Regions from separate parts of the Gossypium hirsutum genome. Here region 2 is linked to region 1. The links are chromatin contacts, called in public Hi-C maps. All regions are on one chromosome and are shown on one strand. The core of a region is the stretch at or near the end of the contact, and the rest is flanking DNA. Distances in the headings are between cores, read along the strand shown. Region 1 holds the start of LOC107916522 (nuclear transport factor 2B). Region 2 has its middle 3.9 kb from the start of TRNAS-UGA.

The links. A called contact is a pair of places that touch in the nucleus more often than the background predicts.
Region 2: a Hi-C map of leaf shows a contact between it and region 1, with 2.4 times the contacts expected there. The contact joins the enhancer-like site here to the promoter of LOC107916522 in region 1. A contact is called at or near these places in 6 of 34 Hi-C or Micro-C datasets (callus, hypocotyl, leaf and 1 more).

Annotation. Positions count from the first base shown.
Region 1 is chrA01:93,729,191-93,734,695 of Gossypium_hirsutum_v2.1, reverse strand. It overlaps LOC107916522 (nuclear transport factor 2B), which reads left to right and starts at 3,163. Exons shown (of 3, transcript XM_016845777.2): 1 at 3,163-3,618; 2 at 4,881-4,983; 3 at 5,104-5,258. The coding sequence starts at 3,184. The coding sequence ends at 4,955.
Region 2 is chrA01:93,842,776-93,848,252 of Gossypium_hirsutum_v2.1, reverse strand. No RefSeq gene overlaps it. Among protein-coding and RNA genes, the nearest start is that of TRNAS-UGA, 3.9 kb to the left of the region's middle. Within about 2 kb of position 2,387, at least 4 of the 9 cell types and tissues checked have an H3K27ac peak or open chromatin away from gene starts, as enhancers often do. A contact at or near this core is called in leaf, where this site is marked.

The sequences.
Region 1 (5,505 bases), core at 1,914-4,413:
TACATTTGTATATTTTTATCACCATACACTTGACTTTTATTTAATTCAATATATTTATAATAAATTAATTTAATAATAATTATTATAATAAATATATTTAGCTTAAAATATAAGTAAATAAATAATTATATTACAAATGTTTATATATATTTGTTACAAATGTGTTTTATCATCGCCTTACATTTGTCAACTATTTAATTTAATTTATAGTTTAATATCAATTAAATAATAATAACAAACATCTATTTAATAACAAATATATGTATTACAGTTGTGCACACATATTTTTTTTTTACAATTGTATATTATCATTACCATCCACTTGTCCTTATTTTATTTATTTCATAATATAATATAACATAATTATAATATAATTATTATAATTTAACATAATTAAATTTATAACTAATCTATTTATTTATATTTATTAAACAAACAAAAATCTTAGATTTTTATTTTGTTTGCCTCCTCATTTAATGGAATAGGCTTAATTTCTTATTTAGTCCCTCGTATTTTCTTTTAATCTATAATTAGACTTTCACATCTTGTTCAATTTAATCTTTTTTCCTGATTTCTCTTAATTAAGCTAAATTTACTTAATCAAAATTTAATTATACACACCACTAGACTCAAGTACTTCTAATAATTATTTACGAACCCATTTTACTAAAACAGAGGCCCGATATTGTACTTTTCCGATGCCCATGAATTTTGAGTCATTACAACAGGTCAAGGTAAAATAAGTCATTTTTCTTGTAAAATGACTTACCACTTTGAAAAGCGTAAATCATTTTCCGAAAAAAACTCATCTATAGATAATTTTATTTTTATATAAAAATTAACTTAAATCAAGCTTAATATTATTATATTATAATAATTTTTATTTTTAAAAATATTTAAAATATTATGTTTTTCAATATTATTAAACATACATATTTAATTATTTATATTTAGTCATATAATAAATTATTAATATAATAAATATAATTTATTATTTTAATAAATTATTTAATATTTCAATTTTATTTTAATAATAAATTTTAAAAATAATAATTTAAAATAATATTATTCACATATTATTGAAAATATTAAATATTAATATTTTAATAATAAATATTTATTACAATTACAAATATATTAATAATAAATTTTTTGTAGTATAAAGGTTAAAATATGTCATAAGTCTATGTACACTTCATAGATTTGTAATTTAGTCTTTGTACTTTTATTTTCAAGAATTTAGTCCCTTTACTTTTCAAATTTAAAAATTAAGTGCAATTGTTGACATCGTTAATTTTTTTTGTCAATTTTGTTGATGTCACATTTTTAAATAAAAAATACTTATTGATGTCACATTTTTAAATAAAAAATACTTACTTAGTAGTCATGTAATTAAAAAATGACGTTGTAATGAATGTAAATTTAACATAATATTTTTAATATATGCAAAAATAATGTAAAATATAACATTATATATAAAAGTAAATTCAATTAAACAATGAAAAAATAAGAAAATCTCAAATGTATGTTTGTTTAATTGAAAATAACTTTTATGAAATATTTTTAAGAAATATACCAAATAACAAAAAAATATTTTACACAGATTCTTTCGAACACCAGAAAATATTAACTTTTCTAAAAAAGTAAATTATTTTTTAAAAATTATTTTCCTAAAATCATTTTCAGTGAAACAAATAAAACCTTAAATATAAAATTAATTTGAGTTACTCTCATAATAAATATGATGTCTCACATTTAAATTTAACAGCCGAAAGTGCAGAGTGTAACATTTACCCCACAAAAACGATTTGGCATCATTATAAGTTTACCACGATTTTGCACTGCAATTGATTTAGAGATTTAAAGCTTTTGTACAAGCTTAAAAAAAAACTCTCTTATATTTTTTTATCTTTATCTTTAACTTTTTATTTTTCAAGTTTTAATTTATACAGTTATGGGGCAAAAGTTGTCTGGTTTTGCGTTTCTTTTTTACTTTTTTTAACCTTTTTTCATTTTAAGGTTTTTTTTTAATTTTAAATTATGTCAGGATAGATTTAATGTATCACATTTAATAATAAAATTAATGATTTTAATAATTGAATGATACAATTCATATAATCTCAAAAATTTGATGATGTAATTTAAAGTTTTGAGACAAATTTAATGTGAGAATTAAGTTTGGGAAAATATGGTGCAATTTACTCTACTTGATTTATACATGGAAGAGTATTTTCCTAACTTTCATTATCGACATAGTGATTGGTTGACTTGTGGCATTAACTCACTTAGGGTTTAAACAATAATATCTATTATTATATTTAAGTGTTTTACTGAACTAGTTTCAATTTCAATTGAATCATCAATTTAATAATAAATTTACTAAAAATTCATAATTTTTAATGAGCAATAAATATAATTTGAAAGGTAATTTTGTTTCTCTTATTATATTTAAAAGTTTCTTTAAGCTTGTTTTCTTTTGAATTTTTTTGAAACAATTGAGTGTTTCTTTTAAAATTGTTAAAGCTGTAAAACATTTCGTTTTATATTTTTTTTAGTTCTTTAAAAATATGTTCAAGTCGAAAGATAGTTTAGTTTTCATTCCCTAAAATTGTTAAAAAATAAAAATCATTCTTTTAACTTTTCTTTTTTCTTTATTAGGTCTTTATGAGAGAGTTATGTCACCCTCAATTAAGTTATCAACTTAGTAATAAATTTACTAAAAATATATATATAATTTTTAATAGATAATAGCTATTATTTTGAGAGTAATTTTATTTTTCGTATGAACTTTATAAAAATACTTATGCATAATAAGATCACAAAGGCAATATATTATGATATTTAATCTTTTAATTTTACCATTTCAATTATAGTAATTTTTATTAATATATTATTTTTTATAATTATTACATACATTTTTTACTCTGTGACAAAATCTAGTATATACTTCAAAAATTTTAGAGATAAAAACATATATTTTTCTAACTCCAAAAATAATACTTCTTTCAATAAAAAAATAATTTCAAATTTTCCTTCAAATAAAATTAGGTAAAAGAAAAACGGTTGGGCTGCGTTAGGTTGACGCAAAGAATGATCCGCTAATTGATAGACAGTAAAGCGGGTGTATAAACGATCCAAAAGAAAGAAGGAACACGCTGGCAGCCCCTTTTCCTTTAGATTTTTATGATTCAAATTCAGCCGCTAGATGAATCCTCCTATAAATACACAATTTTGGATGGGCTCGGCTGGTCTCTCCTATTAATTCCTGTGTCAGTGCCCTTCTCTGTTGACGGCTCAAACTCTGATAAACAAAACGAAAAATCGATGGATCCAGACGCTGTAGCCAAGGCTTTTGTCGATCACTACTACTCCACATTCGATGCGAACCGGGCCGGTTTAGCCAATCTCTACCAGGAACGTTCCATGTTGACCTTTGAAGGTCAAAAGATCCAAGGCTCTCAGAGCATTGTCGCTAAGCTAACCAGCCTTCCTTTCCAGCAGTGCAAGCACAATATTACCACCGTCGATTGCCAGCCATCTGGCGCTGGCGGCGTCCTCGTATTCGTCTCTGGAACACTACAACTTGCCGGCGAACAACATGCTCTCAAGTTTAGCCAGGTAGCTCTCTTTGCATCTTTTGTTTTATTTTGTTTTTTAGGGTTTTTTATATGTACTTGAGCGATCGATCTAAGGCTAATCTGTGTGACACTGTTGATCTCATCGGTGTTATCGATGGTATTAATTTCGCGATTCGATTTGTTAGTGATGGATCTTTTAAGTGAGTTTTTGATCTGTTGTAACTCCCTCTTGAATTTTTTTATTTATTCTTCAGGATTCTAAGAATTGAATTGGCTGTTTAATGCATATAAAACTCTCTGCTGTTTACATTATATTTCAGTGATCGCTTGTTTTCCATTCCTTTTGATAACTGAATTAATAAGGGAAACATGTATGATATACTCGATATAATTAACAGTGTCGATTTCATTAAACTGTGTCATGAATTTTCAAAGATATAGATATTTTGGATCCACCATCTTGCCGATGGAACACCTGCTATTTCTTATTTTGTTTTGCCCTATGTGGCTCTGCATATGGAGTTGACTTATATGATCGTCTGTGATGATTTTTTGAGATTACAAACATCACCGTTACCCCATATTCTTATTTATTTATCTGGATAAAATAAGGATCTAATTAAATTTTTAAAATAAGTGTTGTAAGATTGTCTATGATTCCTGTCTGTATGTTTACGTGTTATAAATAATTGTAGCAATCAAGAGTTCTTTTGTTCCTGAAGTTTTTTTATCATAGGCAAGCCTTCGGTTGTTTATTTTAATCTTTTATGCTTGCCTATTACATTTTTCGCATAAGAAATAGATGGTGGGTGCTCACATTGCGTACTGTGAAAGATTATCAAACATCTTCTCAATGTTGTTTCTTGGCAACTCTATCGTGAGCATGATATAAAAGAAAAACCAGTGATATCTCTCCTCAACTGTAGACATTGATGATTTTGCTTGTGACTTATATGCCTTGCTTTCTCGTAGAGCAAACTTATATAGTTTGATACGTATTTATGGCTCAACGTTCTGTTTAATTTTGTGCAATAAGGGCCTCTTTTTATCTAATGGCTAAACTCTGAAAAAAGTACTTTTTTAAGAAGGCCCTTAATACTTGTATTTATACCTCATGCAAGTTATTACCCTTGATTTTTGCCTATATTCAAATGAGAGATTGATTTTTACCTAAAACCTGGAAAGTTAAAGGCTAATTTAGGTGTAACAAACGTATAGGAGCTTATTTGCAACGAACTGCTTGTGATATTTTGACATCAAGCTTTATTAACTGAGTGATTTTGGGTTTGCTTTTGGTCTCAGATGTTTCATTTGATGCCAACACCACAAGGAAGCTTTTATGTGTTGAATGACATATTCAGGTTAAACTACGCGTGAAGAAACAGAAATCACTACAATTAATCAGGTGATGGGAATACAAATCTCAAGGATTTATAAATCTGGTTATCTTTTAGACATTTTAAATGAAAAATGGAAATATTTTTTGGTTTAATTATGTGGGTGGGTATGATGGTTTCCATTCCAGTCTCCATATTTCAGCGACGTTGTTGTGATTGGTGGAGGACGCAGTCTTCTGAATTGGATGAATGTTGGATGTTTGATTAAAGACTTGTTTTTAGTTAAAGCTTATGGCTCTTTGAAACAGATTTTCTATCAATAAATCACAGATTTTTGTTTCCATTTGAGAGATTGGCAGAGCTTGCGAGTCTTGGCTTGGTTTGGTACTTTTGTTTCCAGTATTGAGGTTGGATATTGTTGTTGGTATCGAATTGCTTTTCTATTTCCATCTTAGCATTTTCTTTTCTTTTATAACCACTAAATTTAATTACTGAAATTGGTGGTGGAACTTCCATCAGTTTTATAGATAATGGATGATCAGAGCTCACAACTTATATTTCGGAAGCAGGCACGGTAGAAGCTGTTTAGT
Region 2 (5,477 bases), core at 1,138-3,637, 110 kb before region 1:
GAACATGGGCCTCGGGTCCATTTGTTGGTCTTTTTATGAGGAAAAAGAACCTCATCAGCCTTCATTTTTCTCTTTTCCAAGTAGGTAGTAGCCTCCCATGGCTAGTTCCCTTCTTTTTTTTCATTTTCTTGCCTTTTTCTTCATGTTCTCTAAAAAATACCACCTTGAGATTTTGTCAAAAGTTCCATGAAACAACCTCCTAAGCTAAATTCCTCCATCAGTTTATTTAGTGGTAGCCTAGGGTTAAAGGAGTTTTAGTATGAGAAAATGAAGATAGAGATAGAAAGTTTCATCAAGGTAAGAATGGTTTTTTTTCTAACTCTCCTAGCTCGATATTCGAATTTAATGGTTATGAGAAAGCTCAGAAAATTTTGCTATTAATATTTTGATATATTTTTTGTATGAGAATTGAGAAAATGCAAACAAGTATTTGGAAACTTGATTTTCAGTATTTAGGCATCCAAGAGGTAAGTATCACTGGATATTCTAACTTGATTTTCAGTATTTAGGCTTCCAAGAGGTAAGTATCATTGGATATTCTTACTTTTCTTATGCTAAAATGTTTAGGATAATAATAAATTTAAGTTATTAATATGAAAATAGTGTAATAAACATGTGATTTATTATATAAATAAATATGAAATGTGTTTTTGGGTGAATGTGTTTAATATGTGACTTGAATAATTTGGTTATCAACATTTGTACTAACACAATTTTGGACAGCAATAGTAGTGTGACTTCGAAAATTCACCAAAAATTAAGAAATTGAATTAGAAGTTAAGCCACATATGGTTTTAAATCTTATAGAGTCTAGTTTTCATTGGAACAAACAGAACTTGCATCCAAATTATACAATAAGAGATAACTATGAGGGAAGGTTGAATTTGTTAGTAGCATCCTTTGTTTCGATTTTGAAAATTTGTTAAGAATTGTATAAAATGAATTAGAACACAAGTCTTATATTTATAAAACTCTTATTAAGTATAGTTTCTAATAAAATAAATGGTGAATTTTTATAAATTATATTTTAAAATTAAATTATTTTTGAATGAAGAGAGGTCACAGTTGTTTGGTAGTAGGCCAGCAACTCTGCCCTAACCTTTAAAATTTGCTAGCATGTGTAAAAGCATAAATTTTGGAAATTTTGTGGTTGAAAGGTTCAAGAGTATAATTTTTAAAATATCGAACAGATTTTTATTTTGAATTTTTTGGATTGACAAATAAATAATTTATTGACAGCTACTCAAGTAGGCAATTCTGTTTTGAAAGATTAAATTTTGCTAAATATAGACATATTATGTCATAATGACCCATTGTGGAAATGATTATAAAAAATAAATAAGTGTAGTGACGATTTATATGGATATATGATATGAGTAAATATCATAATGTGCCTTACTAGACTTAGTAAAATGTTAACATACAATTGACATGCCAATTAAGGGCTATAGCGTGTTAGAGTTTTGTCATAGGTTTCACGCTTATGTGCACTTTTTATCACCTTTGGGCCTTGCACTTATTTGCATTATGGTGTGGTGTAGTTTATGGTCTTATGAGCTCTTTAGTGTGGTGGAGGGATGTTTTATGCTATTTTACAGTTTAGCACTTTAGTGCTCATTGGTGTGGTGAAGGAGTCTTGTATATGCGAGTCAGTTTTACTAAAGTTTATTATAGGCGATAATGGATTAAATGTTGATAATTAATTTTAAATGTGACTATAGATGGATAAAAGCAAAAGTTAAGGTCAAGAACTAAATGTTTTATTACTAAAATGGATGAAAATAAGGTAAATGTATAGCTAAGAAAATGAGAATTTAAATTGATAAGGTACTCTAAAAGTATATGCCCTAGTTAAGGAAATTACAATGGAATGGATGGATCCAATTGAAAATAAGTGCCATAAATGATAAATATATGTATATGCATGCTTTGAAAAGTTTAGAAATAAAGCTTTAAAATGAGGGAGAGTAATCTCTGCATGAACTTTTCATAAGCTATTGCCTAATGAATCATTAAAATATAAGTTGGGCCCCAAAATTCGAATAATTTAAATGAATTAGTCACATGCCATATATTTTACTTACTATGTGCTAAGTTAAAAACAAATGATTGGCCTAGTGGTTGAGTGCTCCAAAGTTATCTTAGAGGTCCTAAGTTTAAGTCACCAATTTAACATATTTTTAATTAATTTTTTTGGTGAAATTCCTAAGTCCTAAAAACACCTTTGCCGTCCACCCATACATGCCTTGCTTAGGGAGTTTTTTTTCCATCTTTTGTTAGTCAACATTCCATGTTTAACCAAACATAATCCTCTTTTTCACTCCCTTGTCTCCTTCTCTTCCCTTTTCTGTTTACAAATGCCTTGTGTGAGGTTCAATGAACCTAGACATGGTTGACCATAATCCTTCTCACCCAATTTGGCATACCCTCCCTCTCATTACTATCCCACCATTAGCTCATCCGCAACCTCTCCCTTTTTCATTTTTTCTCTCTTTTTGGTTACCCTTCATTTTTCTTTTTATTTTCTTTTCTCTTCTCCTCCACCGTAGCTAGCCTTGCACCACCACCACCTCATCGTCAAGCCACTGCCTTGCCGCATCTTCCCTTCCCTTTTCTCTGCAAGCGTCGCCTCCTCCACCATAACACCCACCGTGCACCACCGTGCATTTTATCTTTTTCTTATTTTTTTATTCTATTCTCTCTTTTTTAAAAGAAGTGATCGAACCCACCTCTTTTCTTTGCCCTCCACCAGAACTGTGCCTTTATCAAGGATCATTGTCGCCGTCACCACCGTAGCACCATCACCGACAGTGGAGATCTCTTCTTGTTTTCTTATTCATTTCAAATACTCATTATTTTTATTTTATTTTATTTAAATCCTAATTTGAACTCTACCTTTCCTTGGATTTATTTTCGAATAAATCCACTTCTTAGATCATTTCTTCTCCTTTGATTCGTGATCAAATCGTTTCGTTGATCATCCGTTTCATTCATGTTAGAGTAAGTATTAAAGGAGTGTAGAAATAGTTTCTCCTCTCTATTATTTTCCCATGGCCGATAACTTAAGGGAGGACCTTAGTGATTTATTTTCATAATGATTAATATTTCATACATATTATGTGTAGAGGGGTCACTCGACATCAACTTGAGAGGCCGTTAGCCGTTGGGATTAAATCGCTAATCTGAGAGATCTTTTAAGGATAAGTGTTAATAATAATTGATAATCGATTTGTTGTATTAACCTTAAAGATGATAGTCTTAACTCAAGATCGCCATTTGTTGTTTGATTAGGAAATCTAATTGTAGATCCTTGACTGGGTGTTCTGGGAGATTAATTACACATCGGATCAAGTGTGAGTTTTAACACTAAATTAATTAAGAATATTATTATATTGATAAAAATGTTGCAATTAAAATAATGTTGTTTGATGGGGATACTATATGTATCCATAAAGTGAGATAAGTCATCCTTATGAATTTCTATCAAGTAAGTGTTTTTCTTAAACCGTATACTTATGAAATGTATGTTGTGTGATATTGATGTTTGCTAATAATATGAAAAATATGCATATTTCATTTTCATGTTATGTGATTATATGAAATATGTGATATTCGTATGAAATATGTGATATTCGTATGAAAATAAGATGTGAAAATTTGGTACCTTGAGTACATATGTGATTTGCATGCTAAACATGCCTATATGATTTTAAGTGTTTTGGCCATATCACATGCATGGGGTGGGATGCCTGAAAGATGGAAGTATATGGTAGTTTATCTGCATTGATGTGACACAATTCATGATTCTAATTATATGGCAGTTTATCTACGTTACTATGACACTATTCACAATTTGGTGTGTTGTTTGGTCGAGTTCTGGGTAAACTCGACTATGGTGTGTAGCGGATATGGGGAGGATCATTTTTACTAAAATCTACATTGTTTTATGAATTATGCATTGACATCATCATGCGTGATATGCTTATGAAATATTGAGATATGTGATTTTATGACTTTGTATAGTATATGTTTTATGTTGTGAATGAGTTTGAGTTAATCTCAGACTGGCTAAAAAAAAGCTCACCCCATTAGTGTTTCAACTTTTCAAGTAGCACTCAAACATAGGACTTGGATCAGCTCTTGGTGGAGCCTCTCGGAAAATTTTACATCATTGATATTTATTGGACTTTTAACTATTTGGATTGTAGGTTGTGTTTTTGTGGACTTTTGGACTGTGGACTTTAACTTTATTTTGGTTATGATTTATATTTTTATGACTTTAAACTATCACACATGCATGCAAAATTATGAGATTTTAAGTGTTTTTAATAATGCCATTTTTCTAAATTAATTATGTTTTTCCTAAATTTTAAACAAAATGATAATTTGTAAATTTCCTAAATAGATTTATGAAAATCGTTGCGGCCTTCTTTGTAAGAAATCATTTTTATAATTATAATATAAGATCCTTCATATTTAGATGTTTTCAAACAACATTATAATTAAATGACGCTTTTCTTTTTTAAAGAATAAATACATTTTACTAAATATTTTTCGAAAAGAAAAAATTAGTCAATCTTAGAAATTTTTATGATTTCAAACTCAATCCTCTATTTTTTTCAAAATAAATAAATAATTTCGCACGTCGTTAATGTAATTTTCAAGATTCGGCCATAACGTCTAGGTCAGGTTTGGGGTGTTACAGACTTGATTAGTATAGCTTTAGAATTTGGCTGAAGTGAATCTTATATGACATGCTTAAAGGGGCTCAACGTTAATAAGGAATAGGATAAGTAGGTTTATTGTCACACCTGGATTGTCAAATTAAAGTTTGGATTATTTGAATCATATTCTTAGCTTATTTAAATTTATTTCGATTTGATCCTATGGAATTATTTTGTGCAAAATTATAATGATTTTAGTTTAATTTGGGCAATATAGTAAATTGGAAAGTCCTTGTATGGCCGGTTATTAGATATTTGGGTTTCAACTAAATTAGTTTAATTGTAACTATAAGATTAGATAAGTGGATGAAAAAATGTTGATGTCCTTAAATTTGAAAATGTTATTTGAAGATAGTGGGAAAGGGTAATGGGGGATATATGGAGAGTAGTTAACTGGGGTTAGAGATTGTGCTGGAAATTCATTTTCATCTTTCATTCCTTTATTGGTTATTTGCTCTGGAACGATGAGAATAGAAGGGAAGAAACCGACTTGCATGTGGGTAGGAATTTACAATTTAGCTGGATAATCGTGGAATTTACGAATTTTTATTAAAGCCGAAGGAGGAGGTCCAAGCATCAAAGAAAATTTAATTGGATGGAGGAGGATTCAACTTCTTGGTATTTTGCTGGTGAGTTCTTAAACTCAAACTTTCAATTTTTGTCTTGCATGTTTCAATGCTTTGAGTTGGATTGTGGTCCTTGGAAAATTATATTGCATGTTCTGCTAATGATGAGATGTTGCTCTATTATGAG